Regions from separate parts of the Gossypium hirsutum genome. Here region 2 is linked to region 1. The links are chromatin contacts, called in public Hi-C maps. All regions are on one chromosome and are shown on one strand. Each heading gives the region's core, a stretch centred on a gene start, on an enhancer-like site or on the middle of the called end of the contact. The rest is flanking DNA. Distances are from core to core; before and after follow the strand shown. Region 1 holds the start of LOC107889521. Region 2 has its middle 5.3 kb from the start of LOC107890337.

Region 1 (2,640 bases), core at 92-2,591:
AGGGAGTTGTTAAATAATACCTTCACAGAAGAAGACGCTGGAAGAATCCTTCGGATCCCCTTGACACAAACACCTCACGAGGACTTCCTCATCTGGGAGGAGAATCGTCGGGTGAATTCTCGGTCCAAAGTGCCTATAAACTATTACAGAGTTCTGATGCAAATCCTAGAGTTTATGCTTTACAAACCATCTACAGGAAATTTTACAAAAAAATTTGGAGCCTAAATCTACCAACAAAAATAAAGATTACAATCTGAAGACTCTCATGGAATTATTTGCCTACAAAAGTAAATATGCAGTATAGGAAGTTAGCAACCAACAAAAGCTGCCCCCAACGTAGAGAAAGAGCTGAAACAATGGACCATTTATTCCGAGAATGTCCTGTTATAGTAGAAGCATGGACAGCATTATCACTTCAGAATATTTTAATGATTCAAAACATAGACTTTGTACAGTGGCTTGCCTGGGTGTTTGAGCAGTTCACCCCTTGTCAATGTCGCCTTTTCTGCTGCGCACTTTGGGCCATATGAGGAGATCGAAACAAAAGAATACATGACAAAAGAGTTAGTAATGGAGAGGAAATTGCAAACTTCATCAGTAACTACATTACTAAACTTACTGGTTTCGAAAAAAGAAAATCAGTAAAAATAACAAAAAACAGAAGATGGAGACACCACCTTGTGAGTTCATCAAGATTAACTTCGATGGTGCATACAACGGGAGTCAAAATCGTTGGGCTTCAGGTATTGTGGCTAGAGATGTGGAAGGAAAAGTTCTTTTATCCTGCTTAGAGATCCATAATGGTATAACCTCTGCATTTGCTGCTAAAACAATAGTCTGTTGGAAAGCAGTTCAAATAGGAATCAAAAAGGGATGGCAGTCAATCATCTTCGAAGGAGATTCCCTCGCAATAATAAAGAAATGCAACACAAAGGGTCAAGATCGGTCACTAGTAGGGGTATATATCTATGATATCCGACAGAAGATAAATGATTCCAATAATATCAGATTCAAACATACACCGAGATCTGCAAATACTCTTGCACATCTTCTTGCAATAGAAACTCTAAAAAGAAAAGAAGAGATATACCTGAAAATGGAGGTCCTTGAGTACGTCGAAGAACAAAAAAAGTTCGATTGGGTGTGTGATCCAGATTAGGAAAGTTTCCGAAGATGAAGAAAGGAAGAGAGAAAGCTTCAAAATAAAAAGGAAAATGAAACGTTTTAGAAGGAAAAGCTTTCTGAAGATTGAAATCTTCAACTAGGCAGTGAAATGATGGAAAGATAGGATGACAAATTTCAACAAATTCTGATTGGGCACTAGTTTGGCGCATTAAATGTTGTTCTGGATTATTCTATAGTAATATCTAGATATTTTGTTTAGTTTTTGGCCATCTGAAATCTTCTGGGCCATTTATTTAAAGTTTTATTTATTTTATTTTGGGTCTTTTGCAATCTTAGGCCTCTTTCTTAGGTTAATAGATATGTACTCTTATACTTTGTAGTTTGTTTTCTCTTATTAATACAAGCCTAGTTTAAAATAATTTCAAATATATATATATGCTAAAACAAACACACATAGAAGTAGACAATGATGTGAAAAAAGCACAACAACAACAATAATAATAATAATATGTTAGAAAATTTTAGAGTTTGCGTAGAGGAAATTTAAAAATTTTCTAATTCGAACATTTGTTGTGATATCTAAAAAAATAGGCTCAATTAATAACTACTTATGTATCAAATATTTAGAGGATAGTTCATTGTCGCAAAAGGCCTTTAGGAAGTTGCCTGAGCTTTTCAATCAACTTGAACCAAAGTTTGAATACTTCAAACTTTCAATCAATTGATATTCTTTACTCATTTCGAACTTACAATTGTTTAAAGAGTGAGCTTTAAGAATAACTTTATGCAAACCTTTATTAAACCTAAAACTGAAATTTTAACTTCTAGCTCTAAATTATAATTGTTGGATTACTGCAATTATGATTGCTCTTAATCCACCATATCAAGTCAAGAAAAATAGAATTTATTTGAGTACGAAAAAATTTACTGAAATAAAATACCATTAAATTTCTATAGAGTTTCCTCTTAGAATTTTTTTGCTATGTATTTTCGATTAACCTTGAGGGTTTACAAAGGAAATTATACAAGAATTTAATTCTCATTCAGAATTTACAAAGGAAATTATACAAGAATTTAATTCTCATTCAGAATTCTTAATTAAATCGAGAGAGAATTTTAATTTGAGTAAGACTCCATAAGCCCAATTAATTTCAACAGAAGATCTCAAGTTTGGTGAACAAATCTCGATACCATGCTTTCTAAGTAAAGTTATGGCTATCGACTTGCAATTTGCATCATGATTAAAATGTCTAAGGTCACAACATTTTAGAAATATATATTTTTGAGCTTTATAACACTTGGCTAACAAGTCTTGATACCATGCTCTTCTAGATGGAGTTGTGGATATTAACTTACAATTTACAGTATTATTAAATTTTTAAGGTCATGGATGATGGATGGATGGATGGATTATGCTTTACTTTTACATGCTATTTCAGCAGATCTCGGAAACTTGGAAAATAAGTGTTTTACAGTTAATAATTTTATATACCATTTTTAGTTTTTATGTTATTT
Region 2 (2,640 bases), core at 48-2,547, 110 kb after region 1:
TTATTTTGTTTATATTTATAGTTAGGTTTCCAATAAAAAAAATTAAAGAGAAGTTTGAAATGAAGAGGGAATCCACTTTCAATTTTTGATACTTTATGGACATATTTTATTGACTCTACTTAATAATTTAGGGGTTATCAGAATGAAAAGAGGCATGGGTTTGCCTAATATTGCTTACCTTAATGGGGAAATGTTCTTAATTTGTTGGGGGCAGTCTTCCTAATAATTTAAGGACATTAAGGTACTCAGTACTTATTCATGTATGCATACCAACTTTGATAAATATAGAATATATATAATGATTACACTAAATTTAATAATACGATAATTAATATTATACTTATCACAAATTATACGATAACTAATATTATATTTATCATAAATTATTACATTATTTATGAGTGACTAATACTTTTTGCACTTTCTCATTAATTAATGTCCATTATTTGTGTTTTAAATTCTATGCCATCAACTAAATCCACATTTTAATGTTAGTTGAGTAATTTTATCTTGTGTCTTATTAATGGAGTATTCGGGTATTTATATATGCTATTACAACTCATGATATGACCCTACTGTTTTTTATTGACTGTTGTTCCTAATACTGATACTCCGTGCGAGTTTTAGACCTGCTGGACACGTGTCTCTTTCTGGGTCACCTGCGAAGCACGTTATCCTTTCTATTCCTAGTATTAACATTCCATGAGGACTTCAGCCTTTTGGACACATGTTTTACCCTGGGTCGCCTGCAGAGCACATGATCTCCCTTCTGCGAGCTCCTTGAACGCATGCGAACTAAAACCGTGACCTTCTCTTGGTTTGTGCGAGTTGGGTCCGTGAAACCCCTTTGTTGTTCACTCAACCATTTAGTAAGACCTATCCAGGTCACGGGTAGATAACTCATATTTTAAATAAGATTTAAAAGTTACAATAGTTTGTAACTCTCTTTTCTAATAATCAAAGTTTAGAAATGATGTGAATACCAAAATTTTAACTCCAATTATGTAAAAAGGGGCAGTCTAGAAGCTAAACCATTTTCCTCTCAAAAAAGCAAACTTTGACATTTTTGGGGCTTCAATGTGAAAAATATCTTCTTCTTTTTAATAACAAAATAAAGATGTAGATCCAAAAGTCCAAACCCATTCCAAAATTGAAGTGCATTTATATTTTGTATTTTGGTTAGTGGTTGGCGAGCGAGGTGACCGAGTTTGCTATTTTTGGTAATGCCCTACTTTTCAACAGAAATGGGTCCAAAGCCCCATATGGGCCTTTAATGATAAAGTTGACTGTTGTCATTAAAGTTTGTATAGGTTGGGCCCTTACTTGCGGAAATTCCAGATTTTTCTAAATTTAGTAATTCGTGATAGAGTTAAATGGTGTTGCTTTTTCTGTTGACTAACAATTCCATCCGTAATTTTAGACGACTCATGGAAATTAACACAAATTAGTTGTATATATTTATACTTGGCAATATAGGTCTGACCCTGAAAATTCTTCCCCTGTTTATTTGAATGAAAAATGAATTTCTACCCGTAATAGATTTAAATTTGAAAAAGTTTGATATCAATATGAAAAAACATGAATCTCTATGAATTTGAGTCTAAAATCGATCTAACCCAAATCTAAAATAAATTTGACCCAAAATTTAAAAAAGTCTGTATTTATAGTTGAATCGACATAATAGACATTAATAATTAATACAATTTTATTATATTTTTTAAAATGAAAAATTAAATTATAATTGTTTATTTTATGAAAATGTGTTGATAAGCATTAGATATTAAAATTTTATTATTTAATATATTATTAATAACGAACTTAATTAATAATAAATTTCTATGTTAAATTATAAAATGAAATAAATTTTTAAAAACATAAATTGAATATAAAATATTTTTAATATTATAATTATATATTTATAATAAACATATTATAAAATTTAAATTTACTAATAATATAAAATATATAATCACATAATATATTAATTTAATAATATGATAACTAATGTTATACTTATCACAAACATTACTAATAAATTTATTTTTAATGATTTAAGAATTTACATTTTAATTTTAGTTTTTTATTGATTAATGTTTGATATTTTATTAATATTATTATCTTTATATTAATTTTTAATTTGAAAAGGGTTTATTTTTATTTAAGTTAGGCTTTCAATAAAGTTTTAATTGGGATTAGATTTTGGTTTGGTTGGATTAGGGATTAAATATATATATATTATATTTAAGGGTTAGTATTTGATATATTAGTAGTGTATTTGTTTAATTCCACAGTAGGTTTAAAATTTTGCTATGTGTCTCGTTTCTTTTATATATTTATTTTTTTAATATTTTACTATATTTTATAAAACATTTGTCATCACACCAACTTTACTTGTAGAGTTTTTACTATATATTTTTCTTATATAGAATAACTGCAATTATGGTTAATTTGGTTTAAACGGTTTTGAATCTCAAAACCGAAACCAAGACCATATATATAAACTATTAATATATTAATCGTTTATATTTAATCATTAATTCTTATACATATATACTATTAATATATTATATATTATATGATATAGCATTATAAAATATAGTAGGAGGGTTAACTTTCAAATGTACAATGTGTATAGGGACT

What was found. A called contact is a pair of places that touch in the nucleus more often than the background predicts.
Region 2: a contact with region 1 is called in a Hi-C map of leaf, with 1.8 times the contacts expected there. The contact joins the enhancer-like site here to the promoter of LOC107889521 in region 1. A contact is called at or near these places in 4 of 34 Hi-C or Micro-C datasets (anther, cotyledon and leaf).

What each region holds. Positions count from the first base shown.
Region 1 is chrA09:71,178,713-71,181,352 of Gossypium_hirsutum_v2.1, forward strand. LOC107889521 reads right to left here and starts at 1,342. Exons shown (of 4, transcript XR_001681768.2): 1 at 1,091-1,342; 2 at 678-837; 3 at 21-515.
Region 2 is chrA09:71,291,299-71,293,938 of Gossypium_hirsutum_v2.1, forward strand. No RefSeq gene overlaps it. Among protein-coding and RNA genes, the nearest start is that of LOC107890337, 5.3 kb to the left of the region's middle. Within about 2 kb of position 1,298, at least 4 of the 9 cell types and tissues checked have an H3K27ac peak or open chromatin away from gene starts, as enhancers often do. A contact at or near this core is called in leaf, where this site is marked.